Regions from separate parts of the Mus musculus genome. Here region 2 is linked to region 1. A link is a contact called in public HiChIP or PLAC-seq data. All regions are on one chromosome and are shown on one strand. The core of a region is the stretch at or near the end of the contact, and the rest is flanking DNA. Distances in the headings are between cores, read along the strand shown. Region 1 has its middle 7.6 kb from the start of Gm42379. Region 2 holds the start of Tshz3 (teashirt zinc finger family member 3).

The links. HiChIP or PLAC-seq counts read pairs in DNA pulled down with a chosen protein or histone mark.
Region 2: a contact with region 1 is called in an H3K4me3 HiChIP or PLAC-seq map of forebrain, with 5 times the contacts expected there. The contact joins the promoter of Tshz3 here to the enhancer-like site in region 1. A contact is called at or near these places in 3 of 39 promoter capture datasets (the 3T3-L1 cell line, hippocampal neurons and liver), 3 of 484 Hi-C or Micro-C datasets (cortical neurons, embryonic stem cells and stem cell-derived motor neurons) and 3 of 115 datasets of contacts at active chromatin or transcription factors (SST interneurons, embryonic hindbrain and forebrain).

Annotation. Positions count from the first base shown.
Region 1 is chr7:35,665,729-35,670,144 of GRCm38.p6, reverse strand. No RefSeq gene overlaps it. Among named protein-coding and RNA genes, the nearest start is that of Gm42379, 7.6 kb to the right of the region's middle. Within about 2 kb of position 1,319, at least 45 of the 459 cell types and tissues checked have an H3K27ac peak or open chromatin away from gene starts, as enhancers often do. A contact at or near this core is called in cortical neurons, forebrain and stem cell-derived motor neurons, where this site is marked.
Region 2 is chr7:36,696,416-36,700,661 of GRCm38.p6, reverse strand. It overlaps Tshz3 (teashirt zinc finger family member 3), which reads right to left and starts at 2,544. Exons shown (of 2, transcript NM_172298.3): 1 at 2,373-2,544. The coding sequence starts at 2,412. Gm36722 (zinc finger X-linked protein ZXDB-like) reads left to right here and starts at 2,440. Exons shown (of 3, transcript XM_030243157.1): 1 at 2,440-4,246. The coding sequence starts at 2,552. The coding sequence ends at 3,799.

The DNA of each region.
Region 1 (4,416 bases), core at 70-2,569:
TTGAGTGTTCCTGGTTCCCAGTAGGTCTAATGGGGATGGGATGCTCTCTTCTGGTCTTTGTGGGTACTGTGTGTGTGTGTGTGTGTGTGTGTATGTGTGTGTGTGCACACACACACATACACACACACACACACACACACACGGAGACACACTAATAGTTTCTTCTGCTACCTGAGTCACTTTTCAAATTTTTTTCAACATAATATTTTTATTGATTATTTGGGAGCCGCACATCATGGACCCCGATCAGGCTCACTCTCCAGTCCCTTCCATGTTCTCTCCTCCCCTTTGACCTCCTCGACCACCATCAAAAGGAAAAGAAGAAAGGGGGAGGGGGACAAAACAAAAAGACAACTCCATTTTCAGTGGTCCATATACTCACTGGAGCACTGTCAAACTCCCAATGGTCAGCTCCAAAGGAAAGCTGAGTTCTCTACCTGCATCCCCCGCCCTGGAAGCCATCAGCTGTTGAGAGCTACAGCAGGCATCGATATCTGCAAAACAGCTTCCTTGTCCTTTACAGTCAGTGAGAGCACGGATCCTGGGCTTCTACCTGGTTTCTGGCAACAGCATGAACCATGAACATCCACGTGGTCTCCAGCATCAGGACCTCTGCTTGGACTCTGGTGGGCATCAACAGGACTCTCTACTGAAATACAAGCCACAGACCAGCATGGCCTCCGGGAGAAAAACAGACCGTGGAGATCTTTTGAGGAAGTCCAATCCAGTACATGGACATTGCTCATCTCCAGCATCCTGTTGCTATTCAGAACCTGGGCGACCATGTGGCTGGGCAGCTTGTTTCAGGGCGGGGGTGGGGTTGGGGGTGGGGGTGGGGCTGAGTCCGCAGAAGCTTCAGGCTGTGGCACACCATCCTGCCAACCCTATTGGGTAAGGACCTGCTCCTCTCACACCTGTGTCTCCTTCAGTTCCGTCTGGTACACTCCATTCCATTCCTCTGTTTCCCGCCTCTCTGTCACGTATTGGTAACTCAGTGGCTTTGGAAGCTTCAGAGTGTCACAGAGTATATATACCCTTTTACCCAAATATCTGAGCATGCATATGTTCATTGGAATGAGTCTTTCGTCTGGTTCGAGGCCTCTGGTTTCTGCTACATCATCACTGCTGAACCCTCTCTGTCAATACTGAGACGGCTCACAAATCCTGTCGTTGCCTTGAGTGGTAGAGGTCCTGCAACTTTCTGATCGGCAGGACTGGCCCCTTCTGAACTCCAGCAGCTCAACATATTGATGTGGACCAACTCAAAGCCTGGGCCTGCCTGGTAGCTGAGTTGGTCAGCACTGGCCTTCGCTTGGGCCTGTGATGGGCGGAGCCAGCCCTCTCATGCGCAGCACCACTGCGGGCCAGGCCAGCAAGGCCACTTTCAGATTTTTAATCCACACATAATCTTGTGAGAATCTTGCAAGTGCAGATATCATTTCTCCCTTAAGAGAATAACTCATTGTTCTGGCAGTGTTGGTGGACCAGTCAAGGAACAAGCAACTTGCTATGGGCAGAGAGGGATGCTGGGCAGAGATGTGATCAAGAGTGTGTTGGGATGCCCAAACTTTTTCTTCCCCGACTTGGAGCCTGTATCTAAGAAGCACTGTGTATATGTTAAAAGGCTGAGTCCAGCCACAGAGAGCCTGCTTTCTTTAGGGACGGATGTGACTGAGTCCAAGATGCCACAGGGAGGTGGGGGAAGGCCATCCGATTGAAAGGAGTCTCCAAATCTCAGAAGAAAAACAAGAGTCCTCTCTACCCCCCACCCTTCACCCCCTACCCCGGGGAGGGAGCAAAGGGGGCTGGAGAAGTCCGCCTGCTGTGCCACTTCCATGGTGACCAACTTACAAAGCCAAGTCCTTTGTTTTCATAAAACTCAAATGCTTCCCTAAAGACAGAGGTTGTCATGGTAACTCTTTCAAAGCCAATGCCTTTACCAGAGAGCGGCGGTTCCGTTCTGTAGAATACTCTTTTCCAATTAAAACCCATCAGGCAAGCTGATCCTGGACTTAGACGTCAATCCCATTACATCACCTCTCGCTTTCATACCTGAGGGCGTGTGAGACCCAGGGAGACTCTGGAAAACAAGTTTGCCCGGCAATCAAAACCCAGGATGAAGGGCCAACAGGCGGCACCAGTCTGAACTGCATGGGAAGAATGACCAGCTGTCAAAATACTTCAAAACACACTCCATCACAAACACGCAAAGATACATGATTCTACGTTTTAATTTTTTTAGATTAGTTTATTTGATTATTTATATGTATGAGTGTTTTGCCTGCCTGCCTGTATGTATGTGCACCCCGTGCATGCCTGGTGCCTGTGGATTCAGAAAAGGACATCAGATCCCCTGGAACTGAGGTCACAGAGGGTTGTGAGCCATCATGTGGGTGCTGGGAATTGAACCCAAGTCCTCTGCAAGAGCATCCAGCGTTGTTAACCACAGAGAAAAATCTCCAGCCTGGTGTGACATGTTTTGTTTTGTTTTTTTAAGATTTGTTTTTATTTATGTGTGTGCATGTGTCTCTGTGTGGATGTATAAGCAGATGAGTGCCACGTGGTGCCCTCAGAGGCCAGGTGTCAGATCTCCTGGACCTGGAGTTATAGGCTGTTGTGAGCTGTCTGATGTGGGTGCTGGGACCCACACTCAGGTCCTCTGGAAGAGCAGTGTGCACTCCAGGCCTTACTTTCTCTTTAATTCTTGTTTTCTATGCATGCGTGTTTGCCTCCATATATTTACGTGAATCAAGTGTGTGCCTGGTGCTCTTGAAGGCCAGAAAAAGGCCTCAGATCTCCTGGATTGGAGTGACAAACTGTCATGTGGGTCCTGGGAACTGAACCCAGGTCCTCTGCAAGAGGTGCTCCTAGCCACTGAGCCAGCTCTCTAGCCCCCAGGGCACCTTGTGTAAAAACCTAGCAGTTACTGTTCAGACTAACCGTTTTACTGTGCGGATATGAAATAGCAACAGAAAACCACGACAGGATGAACGGTGGGATCGCTGTCACAGGATGCTACCACGCTTGTTTTTGTAAAACATGGAGGCATTCGGCAGCAAACTTGAACGCATGGAGTTGGCATTGGTGATGCACACAGAATTCCTGTTAAACACCTGTGTTAAAGAGGCTGGGACAGGAGGAGCCCAAGCTTAAGCCTCTATCTCAAAAACCAACAATTCTTGCACGTGCCCAGCAAGAACGCCGCTGCAACAGGATACTTCCACACACATTTATTGGGAGAGCTTGATTGCAGAGGCGAAGAGACCCCAAGCCCAGCACTGGCGCTGCTTATATAGGCCTAGGAGAGGCGTGTCTCACACCCGGATTGGTTATGCATGGGATGGCACATGTGGCTTCCCACAAACAATCACAACAACAAGAAGTGATACAATTCCCAAGCCTGGCCTTTCTCCATCTTCCTGTGTGCTTTATACACTACTGACTTTGATATCTTCAACCCACGGACCACAGTATTGGCCAGGGTGACCGCAGCATGTGCTGATTTAAGGATCAGCGACAAGGACTGATGTGATGGAGAAGCATTTTGGGCCCAATGGTACCGAGGCTGTGGTGTTCCTGGACCTCAGGGGCTTGTGGGGGTTGGGGGAGGGGGAGGAGTCTTCTTTCCAGACTTTCCAACCCCTATCTCCCAGGTTGAAGAGCATCATAGGAGGAGGGGCAGAGGGATGTGAGGGCTGGAGGATGGGGAGGAGGGCTGGGCAATGCCATCTTCAGGACAGGCCCTGGCACTGCACCCATGGACTCGGCAGCATCTAGTTCTCTGCACAGGATCACTCAACAGACAGAATTAAGTGGAAAGAGAGATGGGGAGAGTGTGTGTGTGTGAGAGAGAGAGAGAGAGAGAGAGAGAGAGAGAGAGAGAGAGAGAGAGAGAGGGAGAGAGAGAAAGAGAGAGAGAGAGGAGGGAGAGAGGAGAATATGAAGGGGAGAAGGAATCATTGGGGTGCAAGGGAGGAGTTGGGGGCTCCTGAGGGGAGTTGGGGAAGTGTAAGGGAGAAGTTTGGTATACACACAATCAAATATATGGTTTACATGAATGAAATTATCAAAGAATAAGTAAAAGATACTCTGTTAAAACGCGCACGCGCGCACACACACACACACTCAGGGTAAGTGCATAGAATGAAATAACAGATGATGGTTAGGAAGTTGCGGAAACTAGAAGGCAGATATTCCTTGATTGAAGGATATGTGTGTGCCTTTGAAGGGACACCTGGCCTCTGGTCCTCTGTCCCTCTGCTTCCCAGCTGCCATTCTCTGAGACACACACATTCTCTGTGATAACTCGTCTCAGGCCCAAAGCTGTGCATTCAGTCAACCACGAAACCTTGGGAACCATGAGTTCAAATACATCCTCCTCTGAGTTGCTTGTATTAGGTATTTTAACACAAGGGA
Region 2 (4,246 bases), core at 1,295-3,794, 1.0 Mb before region 1:
GTCACCAAAGCAGCTTCGAGAACTAAAAAAAAAAAAAAAGGAGGGAAGCAGAGAAGTTCCTAGTCCATCTATGCAAACCAGCAAACAAAACAAAGCAGGCATCCTGCACAGCACAGCTCACTTACTGGCCTGGGCAACTCACAAGCATCCTAACCGTGGAATGGTTTTGTGTGGAGCCCTTCAGCCATCCTGCACCCCCTCCTCCACGAGTCCATTAGGCAGAGGCATTCTGATAAAGTAAATCCAAAACCAGAGTATGAGAAAGAAAGAAAGCACTCATTCTGCCAACTTCTGATTGACCATTAAGCTATTGATGAATGTGCCTGTCAGGAGAGAGACAATTAAATCAAATATGAAACAAAGTCGTTTTGACGGGTCATTTTGATAGAGCAAAGCCATTCTTCCATCTCCCATTAGTCGGGCAGTCAAGTTTTTATATAATGAATTTTCCTTAACTGACCTGAGATTTCCTGGCTGGCTTAGAAGTGCAAAAAGGTTAGTGAACAGGTTGCTTTAAAAAATAATAAAAATAATTTAAAAAATTTTTTTAAAAATCAAACCAACAGCACGTTTGAGAAAATTGTCCTATGGGCTGGGTGGAGCAGTAAAGAAGAGCTACAGAGTTCAAAATAAATGTAAAGATGCAACCACATATGTTTCATTGGATGGAGGCACGGATACCTTAAAAAATGTGTACCCGAAAAAGAAAGAAAAAAATCTAGACTGGAAGAAGCCCAAGACATTCCTACTACCCAACTTTGTAAAGGATGCCTCCAAAGTTTTAGAGTTTATTTTGGGTAGATAAGCTCACTGCTAAAAAGCTTGGAATTTAAAGGAGGAGGTGGGATGAGCAGGCAGCATCAGTGAGGAGGTGAGCTCTCTGTTGGGATCTTCAAACTTTCTAAATTTGGGTAACACTGAGAGTACAGAGGGAAAACATGCCTTCATTCTATGCACCAAACCAAGTTGAATCCCCCTCCCCCCTAAGGTTTCTTCACAACACTGTCAGACCAATACACTTCTGGGAGAAGTACCTTATGGTTGCTTCCCTGTGACCCTGGTAAAGAGACTGAAGGCCAGAGTGCAGCTGAGGTGGGAGCCCCGCTGGTCTGATGGCAATCACCAGCAGCAGCAGCCTGCATAGCACCATCACTAGCCTGTATCCCACCAGCACGTGGAACATTACCTCGGTGACCCTTCTTCGCTCAGCCCTCCCCTCTTTTATCAAAAGAGAAGTGAGAAGAAAGAAGATTAAAGAAAAGGACTCCTAAGCAACCTTCCCCTTCAGGCAGCGTCTGAGCCTCTGCACGTCTGAGTGTTATTCATATCAAAATACATCACGTCCATATGTGGTCCTCTCTCGGCAAGCCGCCCCAAATCCCTGAAGTTGCACTGACAGGGCCCTCCTGACGTCACGGAGCTTGGCCTCACTATTGCAAGTGATTTATTGATGTTTATTGGGAATGAATAGATCAAAGGCACAGGCATGACGGGCGATCAATCAGTCATCAAATCAAGGGTGGCAACCGGCCAGAAACCCTTCTTCCAGCCAACGTGCCCCCAACCGACATTATTGCAAAATAATGTTATGTGTGTGGGTTTTGTTTTGTTTTCAATGAATCTCTTTTCCAGAAGGAAAAAAAAAAAAAAATCAGCTCAGTCCTAACAGGAGTTGACGTTCCTGGCAGAAAAAGAGAGGGAGGGGGGAGTACTCAGATATGTCCCAGAACTAAGTGCTAGAAAAGGGTAGGGAGCAGCAGCGGAAAGAGAGGGAGGGGGTAAGAAGACATTCAGGAATGGAGGAAATGTCAGCATCCAACACTGACCTGACAGTCATCTGACAATACCCAGACCCAGTGCGCTCTGGTTTCCACCGCTGTACCGGGTTTGGGCCCAATAAATGAAGAATCAATCGAATTAGCAGTAAGGTGGCCAGAGGGATCCGCTAGCTCACTCTTGCTCGCTCTGGTCCCGGTAGTCACCGGGTACTGCCCGGGACAACGCGGAAGATGTCCCAGAGAACTCAGGTGACCCCGCCCGCCCCCCACCAAAAGGCACGGGTTGGAGAGCGCCTTCCCCGCTGCAGCCGGATCGGCAGAGGCGGGGACCTAAGCCGGCTCGGTGGTCCCCAGGAGGGTGTGCGAGCCGGTCGAGCGAAGAACATAGCGGGGCAACTGGGGGGCGCGCGCACCCGGGCAGGAGAGCCCCGAGCCAGCCGGGCTCCCGGAGTTACTCAGCGCCCGCAGAGACAGACAGAAAATGAGAGAGAGGCGAGGAGTGCGGCGAGCAACGCGGGGGCCGGCGGCCCAGAGGCGCGGCGCGAGCAGAGGAAGAGGAGGAGGACCGGAGGAGGAAGGGGAAGCCGCTCGTACCTGCTGCGCGCCGGGGCGCCTGCTGCTTCCTCCTCGGCATGATGCTTCTCCCGCGACTGCCACCGCCGCCGCCGCCGCCGCCGCCGCTGCCGGGCTGAGCCGAGGGAGGGAGGGGCGGCGGGGGGGGGGCGAGGCGGGCCTGCTCGCAGCCTCCCCCCCGGAGAGCGGCCGCCCGCAGGATGCTGCTGCGCCCCGGCTCTCCGCGTCCCCCCCTCGCTGCGCTCCGCCGCGATCCCCGAACGTGCGGAGGGAAGGAGGGCGGGCAAGGGAGGCGCGGGGAAGGAGGAGCGCGAGGGGGAGGAGGAGGCAGAGGAGGAGGAGGAGGAGGAGGAGGACCGCGCTGCCGGCGGAATGGGAAGTTTGACAAATCGCTCCAGAGGCCCGAGGAGGAGGGGGCGGGGAGGAGCGGTCGCCCTGCCCCCCCCCCGCCCCGTCCCCAGACGAGGTGCGCGGGGTTCGGGGCTGGGGGGCGGGGAGTGAAGGAGGAGAAGGCGGGCAGAGAGATGAGAGGAGGAGCCCAGGAGCGACCCCGGTCGGTCCTGCCCCGCTTCCCGCCCCCAGGCAGGGAGGTCAAGGCATGGGGGGGGGGGGGGTGGAGGGGGGGCGCAGCCGCCGCCGCCGCGGCCCGGGGCTCAGCGGTCCAGTCTTCTGCCCACGGCGCGGCTGGAGCGGCGGCGTCGGCAACAGGCAAGCTTAAAGGAAAAGGAGATGATCGTGTCACTCGCCTGCCCGCGGAGGCGCCCCCAGCCTGGGTCCTGGCCCGGACGCCTGCCCAGGGCCCCCCGCCCAAGTCCAGACACCCGGAGCTGGCCCTCCGTCTCCGCCCCGAGCGCTCTCGCAAAGGCGCGGGGTCCGCCCTGCGGAGCGCGTCCCGGGGCGCCCACAGCCCCCGCCCATCCCTCTTCCCCACCCGGTCTCAACCCCGGGCTGCTCCCGGCTGCCCCTCCCGGCCCACACTCCTCTCCACCCGCCGCGTGCAGCCCCAGAGCGCTCCCCTAGTTGGGATGGTACCCCTATCAAAGATGCCAGGGCCCCGGGGGTGCCCTGGAGAGAAGATGTGCGGGCTGACATGGGTGTGGGCTCTGGGTCTTCCCTCCTGGGACCTACAGTGGCTACCTCCTTCCGTTCCCCCACCCCACCCCCGCCACAAACTTTCCCAGGCTTGTTTCGGGGGTAAGCATGGGAGGGGGCACCTCCAAGTTTCCTTTACTGACTTTGGGACGATCACCGTCTCAGCACCCCGCGTCTCGCCCCCTTGGGCTACTGGCCGCGCCCCCCACCCACTGCGTCGGAGGTTGCCAAGGCGGGAACGGGGGAGGGAGAAGAAACTCGGGTTCCCCTGCCCATCCCCCGCCGGGGTGCGCCCTGGACAGGGTACTGCCCCAGCCGCTCCCAGCTTAGGGGCAGTTCTGGACGAAGGGGATTGATTATTGATTGAGTGATTGGGGTCGCAGAGGCTCCGGGCAGACTCGGCCGATGTGCCCCGGGAAGGAGGCGGCTGGAAGGCTGCGGTGGCGACAGGGCGACGTGGGCTCACTTACTCTGGTGGTGAGGGCGCGGGTGGGCTGGAATTCACGCGGGCGACCCTCGAGCGGTGGCGGCTGAGCGCCAGCCAGAGCTTGAGAGGCGCGGGCGGCGGCGCATCGATGCGCTGCGGGCTCGATTGCGTCTCCCTGGGCCAGCTCTTAGGCCGGGAATGGGGCGGCCGCGGCGCAGCGGGCTCTGGGCGGCGGTGGCTGGGGTGGCCTCTGGGCCCCCAGCTCCCGGGAGCAGCACTATATCTGGGTGCTCCGGCTGGGACCCTGAAACCCACGTGAGCCCCGAGGCCCACAGTCTACCCGAGGGCCGGCACCCTGCGCCCCAGGACTAGCTGC